2 separate regions of the Mus musculus genome follow, and region 2 is linked to region 1. The links are chromatin contacts, called in public HiChIP or PLAC-seq maps. All regions are on one chromosome and are shown on one strand. Each heading gives the region's core, a stretch centred on a gene start, on an enhancer-like site or on the middle of the called end of the contact. The rest is flanking DNA. Distances are from core to core; before and after follow the strand shown.

The links. HiChIP or PLAC-seq counts read pairs in DNA pulled down with a chosen protein or histone mark.
Region 2: an H3K4me3 HiChIP or PLAC-seq map of embryonic stem cells shows a contact between it and region 1, with 7 times the contacts expected there. The contact joins the enhancer-like site here to the promoter of 4930506C21Rik in region 1. A contact is called at or near these places in 3 of 39 promoter capture datasets (embryonic stem cells, neural stem cells and stem cell-derived epiblast-like cells), 5 of 484 Hi-C or Micro-C datasets (all in embryonic stem cells), 7 of 115 datasets of contacts at active chromatin or transcription factors (the 230-238 cell line, the HPC-7 cell line, the SCID.adh cell line and 2 more) and 4 of 9 other capture datasets (adipose tissue, embryonic stem cells, liver and 1 more).

The regions. Positions count from the first base shown.
Region 1 is chr17:8,307,928-8,314,678 of GRCm38.p6, reverse strand. 4930506C21Rik (RIKEN cDNA 4930506C21 gene) reads left to right here and starts at 3,561. Exons shown (of 5, transcript NR_073374.1): 1 at 3,561-3,662. It overlaps Sft2d1 (SFT2 domain containing 1), which reads right to left and starts at 3,576. Exons shown (of 8, transcript NM_134114.2): 1 at 3,394-3,576. The coding sequence starts at 3,456.
Region 2 is chr17:8,404,758-8,411,508 of GRCm38.p6, reverse strand. The region is part of intron 5 of T2 (brachyury 2); the gene reads right to left. Among named protein-coding and RNA genes, the nearest start is that of Gm34036, 5.7 kb to the left of the region's middle. Within about 2 kb of position 2,383, at least 65 of the 459 cell types and tissues checked have an H3K27ac peak or open chromatin away from gene starts, as enhancers often do. A contact at or near this core is called in the 230-238 cell line, the HPC-7 cell line, the SCID.adh cell line and 2 more, where this site is marked.

The DNA.
Region 1 (6,751 bases), core at 2,312-4,811:
ACCATCACAGTAACTAAATGTTTCACAGCACCTTGGTAGGTCATAGTCAGTCTTCTGAGAGCCACTGCTTGGCTTACATAACAGGGGGTTTTATTAACATCTTCCATGCAGTGAACTTGAAGGTGGAACATGGCCGTTTCCTTTGTTAACATGGACTAGTTATCTGCCGTGCTGGGCTACAATGTGCACCTAGGGTTCCCCCAAATCCTAACCTTTCAGACACTGGTGCTAGAACACAGAGCCTCAGGGGCATTCAGACACGGCAACAGAACCTTTGGAAGTGGGATTAGTTTCCTTTCCCAGGGAATTCCCACACCCCTTGCACTGAAACTGGAATGGTACATCCACAGACCAGAAGGTGACCCTTGGGAGACAAAGATTTCACTCTGACCATGATCTTGGGACTGAATAGTAAAAATTAAACTTCTGTGGTTTCTAAGCTCCCCAGTCGTTGAGTTCTGGTCAAAGTCTATGAACACACAGTTCATGGCAGAGACTTGTTAGGCTTCAATGACAGGTCGCAGGACAGACAGGCCTTACATGCAAATGGGGAAGGGCGGTCAATGGTGAGAACAGCAGCCAGAGCAAATAGGAGGGTAACTAGGAACAGCCTAGTCTCTCTGAAGACATTCAGTGCTGACTCCACTAGAAGAGCCAGGTTGGAGCATTCCAGAAAGAATGACCTTGCTAAAAGACTGCCAAGTTGTACAGCTAAGAAAGGACTCAGGCAAGGAAGCTGAAACACCTGAAGCACAGAGTCCTGGCAGGTGGAGGAGGGACTAGGTACGTGCAGGTCTGAGAAGCTAACCTGGGCTTAACTCTAGAAGCACAGTGGTGGGAGAGCGAGCAGGATGGGGTTCTCTGAGGCCTGCTTCAGGCCTTTCCCTCTAGGAAGATGTCCTAGATACCTGCCAAGGAGGGCCTGGAACCCTAGCTTCTAGTCAATCCTGGCCCTCAAGCCTCTCTGCAGCAGAACGGAGTAGCTCAATTTCCAGGGTGCCTGGACACCCTTGTCTAACCTGCACCTGGGTGACCATCCTATTCCATAGATAGGACCTTTTCCATCCTGCAGTACAAGAAGTCACCACCCCACTGCCCTACTAAGCCTGGTCACCCACAATCGCAGAACACCCTGAACTCTACACAAACTTTCTGGTCCTCACTAACTTCTAAGTATCTCTCACCTTGTGGTCTATCCTCCCCGAGGGCATGCGTTCTTCCCACACATCCTGCAGGACAAGCAGTGTGCTAGGCACTCTTCCCTCTAGGCCCATGCTCCTCCCCAGACACATAATACTTTCAAGGCCACCATGACATTCTACCCCTGTCCCTCATTACTGTCATACCTTTCATTCTCGGAGAGCAAAATATTTATACATATGAAGGAACAATAAATCTTTAAAAAGGTAAGAAAATGGGAGTACTGGATCAACACAGCTGAGGCTTCCCCGTGAACAGGCTAAGCTCCCACGCCCTCTTCTCAGAGGTGGCCCTACTTTGAGACATTCTGGAAACTTGAGATGCTAAGGCCGACTTGACAGAAGTCACTCCCTAGGGCTGACCTCTCTCCTTCCTGGAGCTGGGAAGCGAATCCCCTCCCACACGTCTATCCAAGAACTGAACTGTCCACCATACCTTCCCATCAAGATGGACTAAAGCTCTGAAATGGAACCACGACATACCTTCCCTCTCCTTGAGCTGTTTCTGCCAGGTACTGTGCTCAGCGATGGGAAAGTGGCTAATACAGTATCACTCACTCACAGTGAATCGAAACCCTCTCCACAGCCTAAGAGACCCAATGGGACGCAGAATCTTCCACCTCCTGCCTTCCTGCCTTTGTCTCCTACCTGTGTCCCTCTTTCCCTCTGTTCCAGTCACCGGCCCAGCACACACAGAGGCCACCCCTGCCACTCTCTCCTAGTTGGGAGCTCAGGAAGAGCTTCCCTGAGCTACCTGAGAGGCTGACTACCCTATGCACTACGGCAACCCTAAGCTTCCCAACCCACTCTACCTGTTCCACGCACTTTCCACTAACACTGTAACCGTAGCACCGGAGGCCTCTATCAGTCACTGTTATTACATCCACAGTGACAACGGATAACCACCTAACAGTCTATCACCACCAGAGCGTTCCACCTTTGACTGAACTCTTCTTTACACAATCTCCTCTCTTCCGGAAACAGCTCCAAGGACCAAGTTCACTTCTTTGTCCCCAGGATTTACAAGAGCACTGCCTGACAACACTCCAGCAATGTCTGAGCAGCAGCCACATGCTACTCAACACTTAAAAACGGCATGCACCACTACGGAAATAAATTCTACATTTTAATCTGTTTACATTTTGAGTGGCTACATGTGGTCATAGCTACAGCAAAGATCTAGAACAAAGAGTGGAGCATGAAGCAGTTGATACTATCAAGCACGGTGGATAAGCCATATTTACAGCCATTGCTGAAGTGACTATGTACAGGTCTTTTGTATTGCAATTACAATACTGATTTCAGTTCTCAGGAGGCAGAGGCAGGAGGACCTTTGTAGCTCCAGGCCAGTGAGGGCTACACAGTGAGACTTTGTCTTGGAACAAACCCAAAAAGAACAAACAAACAAAACACAAAATACAATATAGAGTTCACTTGTCTCAACACGGGCTACCTCAGCCCTGCCAACAAATAAGTCAGAAAGGAAAAACGAACAAACAAAACATCTTCATGTAATACAAAATCAGGCCCAGGTCTGTGCCAAGACACACCAAAATGTGCTAGCGTGCAAAACACAAAGCAGTTCCTGTTTGCCTATTTTTAATTCTTACTGGAGGAAGTAAGTCTTTATCAAGTCTCATGTCTGGGTCACAAGCAAACAAGGGCTCTGTTAATTAAACAAAACAAAACAAAACCATGCATTACTAAGGAGGGCTGACTTCACAGGCAACCTTTGGCACGTCCGTGCTCTCCAGTCTCTCGCCCAGATCTCAGCCTTAATTTTTTTAAAGATCTATTTATTTATTATTTATTTATATGAGTACACAGCAGCTGTCTTCAGACACACCAGAAAAGGGCATCAGATCCCCATTACAGATGGTTGTGAGCCACCATGTGGTTGCTGGGAATTGAACTCAGGACCTCTGGAAGAGCAGCAGTCAGTGCTCTTAACCGCTGAGCCATCTCCCCAGCCCCAGATCTGTCTTGAGACCTGGAATGAATGAGCCGGCCACAGGCAGCCTGGCCCCGAGGCCTGCTCGCTGCAGGGGCGGCGGAACTTGGTGCAGGAGGGGAGGGCGCAGAGAAAGGCCATGGCAGAGAAGCGGGGACCGGACAGTCCCGGGGATCCGGGACCGACTCCCCGAGAGCGGTTCGCGGTCCCCTCTCCCACTGTCGCCGCGGCCGAGGACGTTACCTGCGCCGTCAGGCCTTGCTCCTCGTCGTCCTGGCCGCTCAAGACGCGCCGCAGCTTCTCCATAGCCCTGTCCTCTTGCCACGCCGCCGACCCCTAGCTCGTCCGGCCCCCACGCCCACCCGGAAGCCCGGAATCCGCACCTTCAAGCGCCGGCCGGAAATCCGGACTTCCGCTTCCTTCAAGCATGCGCACCTCCTTGCTCTTTAATCTGCTGGGGCGGGCCTGATTACGTCACTTCCGGCGCGCCCACGGGTGCCCGCAGGGGGCTGGTGAGTGGCTTTTCTTATCCTCAAGATCGTTCAGCCAGCCAGTAGGGAGGGACACAGTTAGAGCTGTCTGTCCGGCCTGGTGCAGAGAAACAGTGTCCAGTTGCATGACTGTCCAGGCACTGAGTGACAGGTCCTGCCCCGATTGTTTTGGGTTGGAGAGATGGTAATGAAATGGCCTTTATTTTAACGATTTCACTAACAGCTTCCTCCTTAAAATTGGATCAAGAAAAAAAAAAGGGTTAATTGTCAATCCTACTGCCTCGCGAAAGGCAGTCATTACTAGAGAAGGGGATCTTTTACAGATGAAACTGCTCCAGCGTTCTCAGGGAGTTAGACCTGAACGAACAAAAGTGCGAAAGCCCCGTCCCTTTGCCCTTTGAAAGATTACAAAGATGATAACGAATGTACAATAAAAATCGTCCTTGATGTCCAATAAAATAGTTTTTAATATGGCTACACGTTTTCCCTTTGAAGTATAGTAACTTCTATATTAAAAAATCTGATAACAGTAGTTATGAAAAGTCTGTTTTTCAATATATATGAAATTGCCAGTACTCACAATATAGTTGAAACCTCGATTTGAAGGAGTCAGTATGTACTTGAAATAATTAGTGGCAGTTTAAAAATTCTGGTGACATATACATGGATCTTAATGTCACAGTGAAACCCATTAATTTGTACAAATGATAGGGTGTTAATTATAGTAACAAGAATAAACAACGATCCTAGAATGTGTTGCAGACAGAAAGCTATTTAGTAACCCAGTTTTGCCTGAGACTTAACCTCTTAGTGTTCTGATTTGATATATATGTGACCCCACCCCCTTCTGTCATTTGCCTGTGTGTCTGTGTACCATATTCATGCACAGCCCATAGCTATCAGAAGAAGGCATCAGATTCCCTAGAACTGGAATTAGGGAAGATTGTGAGCTGCTGTGTGGGTGCTGGGAAACTGAATCCTCTGGAAAAGCAGCCAGTGCTCTTAACCACTGAGCCCATCTCTCCAGGCCCCTGTCATTCTTAAGGCCGAGTACGATCTTATGTAGAATAGAGACCTTGGGCAACACACATGTCTTGAAGTGTAAATTGCCTGACAAATTTAATTATATAGAACAAAATGTAACTATTAAAAACAAGGACTGAGGGCTTGAGAGATGGATCAGAGGTTAAGAACACTGGATGCTCTTCCAGAGGCCCTGAGTTTGATTCCCAGCACCCACTTGGTGACTTCCAACCACCTATAAAGGGATCTGATGACCTCTTTTGTCATGCAGGCATACATGCAAATAGAGCATAATAAATAAATAAATATATTTAGTATTTATTATATATAACATATATTAACTTATATTATTATATAAATAAACAGAGCATAAATAAATCTTAAAAGCAAAATAAAGACTGAACTAGAGGTGGTGGCGCATGCCTTTAGTACAGCACTCAGGAGGCAGAGGCAGGCAGATCTCTTGTGTTAGAGGCTAACCTGGTCTACAAAGTGAGTTCTAGGATAGCCAGGGCTACACAGAGAAACCCTGTCTCAAAAACCCATACAACCAAACAAACAAAAGGCCAATGTATAGGTTTTATTGTTTCTTGTTCCCTAGAAGCCAAACCTGTCTTCTGAACAATGTTACAAAGAATTTATTAGATCCATTGTGGGGGATAATAAAATGAGTAAGGGCCTAGGTTCTGGAGAGAAACTGGGCTAGAATCTTGTCCCCACTCCTTGTAGCCTTGGGATTTGACAAAAATCACCACAAACCTTGGCTTCAGATATGGAAATAAGGAAGGCATAATGGTGCAAGCCTTTAAACCCAGCACTTGAGAGGCAGAGGCAGTGGATCTCTGTGAATTCAAGCCAGCCTGGTCTACGTAGTGTGAGGGAAAGCCAGCTACATAGTGTGAGGGAAAGACCATGTCTCTAAAACAAAACAAATATGAAAATAACATCTATCCCTTCCTTACAGAGCTGTTAAGGGACTAAATAGAAAAACCCTGAAAACATCCTTATCAGTAACAGCTTCTGGGGTTGGAGATGCTACAAATCAGTCAGTCCTTGTAGCACTTTCCGGGCCATGCAGGCTCAGGGTCAGCGTTTTGAGATCCAGAGAGGTAGGCTGCCTTATTTCAGTTCATGTTATAAACAAATTTCCCTTCTGGGCCCCAATCAGTGCCCCAGTTTTCACATTATTGTCCTCCTCCTCCTCTTCCTGCTGCTGCTGCTGGTCTCACTGTTTGATGAGTCAGGGACCATCTTTCCTGCCCAGTCTCCTAATTGCCTTCTTAGGAAGATGGAAAGAAAAGCCTTACTTGGACATAGGGTGGCAGCTGTGCGTCCAACCTTAACAAATCTGTATAATGCAAAGCAAACAAGGTTACATAATGATCAGCTGACAAAGACGTGACCAGAGGTTTTCAAGAACCCAGCTGCATGTGCTCAAGAAAATGATTGCTCGGCATCCCCCAAGTCAGCATTTGTGGTGGCTTTCCTGAACATAAGGGCCCAAATAGCAAGGATCTTGCCTGGAAACACTGAGAACAGGGCTGGCACTCACTCACTGTGGAACTGGTGCTCTTCATCCTCCCGGCTGCTCATCATGTACACACCCAGCTCTGGGCCCCTGTTTCTCTTCTTTTCCCAGAGAAACTAGAAGAACGTACAGCTTCCATATCTTCCCTGTTCTCAAACATAGGGTTTTTCCGGTGGCAGAGAAATCCTTACTTTCCAAACCCGAGGTAACCGGGGTGTAAAGTAAGGTTGTGAGTGGAGAGAGACTGGACCTCTGGGAAAACAAGTCCTTCCCAGGCACTGAGTTAAGTTCCTGGCTACTAAACCAGGTTTGGTGATGCATACTTTTAAACCCAGCAGTTGAGAGAGGGAGACAGGTCTCTGTGAGTTCAAATCCAGTCTGATCAACATAGCAAGTCCAACCCCAACCAGGGCTACATAGAAAGCATTGATCTTTAAAAGGAAAGAAGGAAAGGAAGGAGGGAGGGAGGGAGGGAAGGAAGGAAGGAAGGAAGGAAGGAAGGAAGGAAGGAAGGAAGGAAGGAAGAAAGGAGCTATCTAGGCTGGAAAAGGCATGGGAC
Region 2 (6,751 bases), core at 1,134-3,633, 98 kb before region 1:
TTTAAGCAAGAGAACTCAATGAGAATACAAGACACAAGGCCGACAAGCCATTTAGGAACAAATAGATCTTCTGTAGAAACCCAATGAAGCACACAGAACACATGTTTCAATGTTATAAAATGTCGCTGAAGAAATCAAAGATCTAAATATTAAAAAAACAAAAAACAAAAACCAGCCAATCGTGTTCATGGATTGGATCAATTTAGTAAAACAGATTTATAGGTAAGCACAATTCATACCAAGCATCCAGCCAAGAGCTGAGGAAATGTCTCAGTGGGTTAAGCAGCTAGCTACATCAGCCTCACGAGCCTCCTTCAAATCCTGGAGCAGGACTCCTATGCAAAGCTTGTATTTGGGGGTGCACATCTGTAATCCCAGCATGCTTCAGGAAAACAGTGGGTGGAGTCAGGAAGACAGAAGTCATGGGCCACATAGCCTGGAGCATACAGCACAGCAGCAGCAAGACAAGGAAGACCCAGCCTCAGAAAGAACTGGCTCCTGTCAGTTGCCCTGTTACCTCCATATGCATTCTGTGGCATGCACATGTGCCCAAGCACGCACACTAAATACGCAAATAATTTTGAAAAGATTCCAGCTCAATCTTGTTTGTTTGTTTGTTTGTTTGTTTGTTTCGAGACAGGGTTTCTCTGTGAAGCCCTGGCTGTCCTGGAACTCACTCTGTAAACCAGGCTGGCCTTGAACTCAGAAATTCGCCTGCCTCTGCCTCCCGAGTGCTGGGATTAAAGGCGTGACTGACTGTGCGGGGTGGAGGGTAGGCTGGTGGGGATAGGGACATCTGGGCAGGTTTCTAGTTTGCTGAGGTTGTGTTTGTTTTAACCATGGGGGATGTGTGCTTACTTTTGTCCACAGTTGTTCATTTGCTCAACTGTAATTGGTGGGAAAGGGTGTGCCTTTGTTATCACATGGGCAAGGTACACAGGTGCATTGTGGGGAAGGGTGTGCCTTTGTTATCACATGGGCACAGCTCACAGGTGCATTGTGGGAAAGGGTGTGCCTATGTGCCCTTGTTATCACATGGGCAAGATACACAGGTGCATTCTGAATGGTCTGTTTCTTCCCCCATTTATGTGTACGTCTCTGCTACCTATGTCATACAGTCCTCATCAATGACGCTTCCTGTTGGAAGGAAGCTCCTGCCACCATGCCTCCCCACCATAATGAACTATATATCTCCTTAAGTCATGAGCTGAAATTAACCTGCACTTAGTTGCTTTAGCCAGGTTATTTTACCACACACTGTGGAGTATCAGCAAGGGTGAAGGGAAGCCCCAGGCTTGCTGATCAACCCCTTTATACTCCCATATTTAATTCTCACAACACTCCATCCCTTGGCCTTCTTTGACATAGGATGAGACAGAGAATGAGGGCCTCCTGATGCTGTACAACCTGTCAGATACAGATTTACCTCGCAGCTTCTTGAGGTTAGCAGCTCCCAGATGTAAGTTTTGTTGTTTTGTTGTATGCTCTCTCCCCCCCCCCACCTTCTTCTCCCTCTCTCTCCTCTCTCTATCCATCCCTCTCTTTCCCTCCTCCCCCTTCACTTCTCCTCATCCATCATTCCCTCTCTCTCCTACATCCCTCCCTCCCTCTTCTCCCTCTCACTCTTCCCTCCATCTCTCCCTTTCTCCCTCCCTCTCTCCTCCCCCTCCTTCTTTCTCCATCCCTCCCTCTCTCTCCCTCCTCTCCCCTCACCCCCCAAACATTTCATGGTAAACTGTCAAAACATGACAAAGAAAAGTAAACTCCTGGAATTCTTTAATAAACAGAAAAATACTACAAACATTGTAGAAAGAAAAGCAACCAACCAGAGACTAAAACTCAGATATGAAATTGAGAGGAGAAATTGCAGGGCGTGGGGGGTGGGGTGGGGGTGGGGGTGGTGGTGGTGGTGGTGGTGTGTGGTGTCACAGTTCCGTCCACTTGGTTATCAGCCCTCCTCCTGAGCTCAAGGAGGGCCAAGTACAGAGAAAACCCATTGGAAACATACAGGAAGAAAGCAAGCCCAGTAGTACTGTCAAAGTTTAAACTCTGACTCCAGAGTGTTCTCTGCACACTCCTGTACATGGATGTCCCTAGGGCCCTGCTCTGGAGCCTCCAGTAAAGTGTTCCCATGTGCTCTGCCCAGGGCTCCTGTGACCACAGGGCTCCTGTGCTGTGAACAGCCATTCAGAGCAGTATTAAACACTAAGGACTCAGCCCCTGGTGATGGAAATGCGTCCTTCCTTGTAAAGCTCGCTGGCAGTTGCTCTCCGCGCACTACCTGCATCCCTCCTTGTAAAGCTCACTGGCCATTGCTCTCTGCTTAATCCCTGGGACTCCGGGGAAGAGGGAAGGAAGTGGTCAAAGTCACGCTTTTCTGCAAACTTCAAAGGTCGCCCCTCCCCCCTCTTTACATTTTACTGTCTGGGGAGCTAACTTGTCTGCAGCTGTCCTCAGAGACTGTGTCCCTGTGTCAAACCTGCCTCCTCCTGGGCTCATAAACTACAGCAGGGAGGTGGGTACAGGTGTGGAATGGGAGGAAAGAAGTGTCCTAGTGAAGTCCCTAGTAAAGGCTGAGGACGCGGTGGGGGGCAGGCCTAGGGAGGCTGGAGAGGCACCATGCACACACCTTGCACGTCTATGTGCTGGGTTCAACCCTGCTCTACACCTAGAATAAGATAAAGATCCGTCCCACCACACTCCACCCCGGCACAGCAGGCCCTTGTGTGCCTCCCAGGGAAATCCCTTGCATGCAAACCTCTGAGTCAAAGACCACTGGAGGCGGAGCAGCCGCCAGAGATCGCAGATGCTTCACAGTCCAGGTTCTGAGATGCAATGCAAGCAAGCTCCGTGCTGAATTTACATTCCTCACCAAGAGAAATGAGCTGAAGGACTGGTAACCCCTAATTCTAGCACTTGGGAGGTTAAAGGAAAGAACATGAGTCCCCAAACTAGCCTGGGCATGTGATGCGAGCGCTCACACACACACACACACACACACACACACACAGACTGAGACAGAGACAGAGTCATAGAGAGACAGACACACAGAGAGACAAAGAGATTTTAAAAATCAAATATGTATGTTTGCCAAGATAACAGGCTTATGCTGCTACTCACACAAAACACTTTGCCTGTTTTCAATAAAGAGAAACTGGTAATTATGGACTAAGCATGAGCCTGCTAATAGAAAATGTGGATGGATTCTCGATCATTATATCTTGCTCATCTGTTCCAATGTCTTGAGGGAGACGAGGGGAAAAGAGGAAACTGATTTATTTATGGCAATATTAAAGGGTTCACATGGGGCAGATTAAAAACTAAACATGAGCCAGCCAGTGGTGGCACACGCCTTTAGTCCCAGCACTTGGGAGGCAGTGGCAGGCAGATTTCTGAGTTCGAGGCCAGCCTAGTCTACAAAGTTCCAGGACAGCCAGGGCTACACAGAGAAACCCTGTCTTGAAAAAAAACCAAAACCAAAACCAAAAAAACAAAACAAAAACCCAAAAGCGTAAACATGTTTACTTCTTGTATACATTTTTCTTTTCTTTCTTTCTTTATTTATTATAATAAATTTATTATTTATTATAATGAATTATTAGTTTTTTTTTTAAAGACAGGATTTCTTTGTGTGTAGTCCTGGCTGTCCTGGAACTCGCTCTGTAGACCAAGTTGGCCTTGAATATTTACAAAGATCCACCTGCCTCTGTTTTCCAAATGCCACACACCACTACCACCAAGCAATTTTTATATTCTGTTGAGAATTTCACATTAATGCAGTATATTCACCCCACCCTCTGCTCCCTCCTCTACCTTTCCTTCCCAGCTCCATTGCCTGATAACCTCTTATTCCATAATTATTATTGCCTGTCACACACACACACACACACACACACACACACACCCTTCCGAGTATGTTTTGCTCTGCTTGTATGTGCATGTGATAAACATACGTCTGCTATGTGGGTGTAGGTGTACAGAGCTCTGTCCCATGCTTTACCCCACAGCAACTGCCTTCTTTATTCCGTGAGCCCAGGTCCTTCACTGGCTCTGTTGTTTCCTCAGACACGGGACATTTTTCTTAATAAAAACGTCAGTCTGGTGAGTATTTCGCCAAGGCCCTGATTCTCACACAGACCGACCACATGATCAGAAAAAACATATTTTGGATCATCTGAATCTCACCAAACACCCTCACATCCCCAGCCCCTCCACCAACCCCTAGCCTCCCTAGGCTCACTCTGTAAACCAGGCTGGCCTCAAATCATGATCCACCTGCCTCTACCTCCTGAATGCTGGGACTAATGTGGCACTACTACACCCAGATCACCTGAACTCATGAGGTCCACGTTTTCTAACCGCAGGGAATCACCAGGCCAGTTTCCCTTAGGGACGAGGTACATTTCAGCTAAACCTTCGGACACACCCGTTTGACACCAAAACTTGCCACAGCTTATTCATTGCATCTGCACCGCTTAAGCAACCAACACTACATCAGTATCTGCCAGGAGCAGAGTGTGAAGCGACCCGTGAATGCTAAGCAGTCTGCACTCCAGCTTTCTATGACTTGGGGACAATCAGCCACTGGAACTTCGTGCCTTTTTCATTAGCTTAAAGCACACTGGAAGTGAGTGGAGAGTCCCACATCTTTTGTGAAATTAAGGGAAAAGCTATCAGCCTCTATATCCTCAGAAGCAGAGACAATAAAAAGAAAAGAAAATCAAACAAGGAACTTACTTGAGGCTCTTCTGGTTTTATTGACCATCTAGTCACCAAATACAAACTTAACAAAAACTGTTTCCTGAGATCAGATGGTGTATGAGCATTGTGTCTGAGAGCAGAATACCAGAAGTCCCTAAAAGCCACAGCCCCATTTGGCTTCTGTCTTTTCAGGTCATTAGTGCCATTTGTACTATGAAGGACTATGGTACATCTCAGAGCCCTGGGATCCAGCAGGGACCAGCGTGGAGTTGCACAGTGTTATAGGCCTGCAGGGTCTGAGTCTGGGCATTTTGTCCGCCACAATTAGGTGACTGCCTATAAAAGCCCTGGACAGCAGCTGGGAGGGAGGGAGGGAGAACCAACAGCTGGCTTCAAATCTTGTTAAGTGCCAGCAGATCTTAAAGCGACCACTACCCTATCTTCACAAAGCCTATTCCTGTCCCTCGGCACAGAACTTACGGTACAATCTTGACAGCCCCACAGGGTTCCGTTGAGTTTCCAGGTTTGGAAAGAAGGCATACATCCAAATAGTCTGTCTATTCATGATATTGCCGGGTGGGCTCGAGGGCACAGGAGGCTGCTAGCTGGCTTTTGTTTCTATGAATTGGGGGAGGGGTGGATATTCAGAAGCATGAGTGGAACTTCCTTTTTCTTTAAATGGTCCTGAGGATTGACCCCAGGGCCCCACACATTCCGGGTGAGCGTTCAGTTGCATCCACGGGACCCTACATCTACTCACTTCTTCTTTTTTGTTTGTTTGTTTGTTTGTTTGTTTTTCAAGAAAGAGTTTCTCTGTATAGCCCTGGCTGTCCTGGAACTCACTTTGTAGACCAGGCTGGCCTCAAATTCAGAAATCCGCCTGCCTCTGCCTCCCGAGTGCTGGGATTAAAGGTGTGCGCCACCACGCCTGGCGTCTACTCACTTCTTAAATGCCCTGTGGGAACTGGTGTTAGAGCATCTGACCAGCCAGGCTGCTGGGCTTGCATCCTTGAAGCAACAGCTCTGAGCCCAACTGAGCCAGGGTGGGAAGCTGAAACGTCAAGCCATGGATTTTTATTTTTTGGGTTTTTTTGTTTGTTTCTTTCTTTCTTTTTGACTCAGTAAGGCCCTCCGACCAGCACTTTCCACTCTGCTCCCATAGAAAGGAATGGCCAAGGGACCAATGTCACAGGTAGTTCTCCTTTAAAGCTATGACTTAAGTATAGAAGCAGCTATGGCATTATCTGAAAACTGTTTTTTTTTTCTAATTAACCACAGCATGGTGGGGGGATGGGGAGTGGTCCTGAAAGACCTCTCTCTTGACTTTGCTTTCATTTTTCATTCCCCAGCCCAACCAAAAGCAGTTGTGAATGTTGCATGGCTTTCTTTGACATTGAAATGAGGTGCATAACTACATAAGAAAGTACTCTGCATACACTTTCTATAACTTAATGTGTTCATTAAACAGAGTAGCTCAGTGGAAGTTCAGACCCTCAAAGGGCCAGTTAGTTCCTGAGTTAGACACGAGAAAACTGAACCCTGGAGGAATCAGGGCTTGCACAAGATCTGCAAGACTCTGCTGGAAGAACAAGGGTAGATAGATAAAGAGGCTGGGCTTTCCTTCCTTTCTTCCTTCCTTCCTTCCTCAAATTCCTCTACTTCATAGTCATAGTTTAACAGCTTATGAGCTGTGCTTAGCACTATTATCAAAGCAAAGGAAGCTCCATCCAAAAATGAAGAACAGAAGTGTTAGGGCACAGGAGGCCACTCTGAGCAATTGTCTGCTCACCAACACATCTGAGAGGGACACTGCACACTTGACAAAGACAAAGCCAGCCACATGCTCTTAGTCCCTTCTGAGCTCCCCTGTAACTGACTGTGAGGAGATGGGAGAAGCCAGCAAGCCAGAGTCAGAGGAAGGTAAAGCCAGTGGCCATGACCTTGGAAATACCACTTCTCAATAACCGCCCTTGGGATGCATATGGTGGTGGACCAGCAGGAAGAATCTTCTGCCCTGGAGATGTTTTCAGTCTAAATCAGATGATATGGG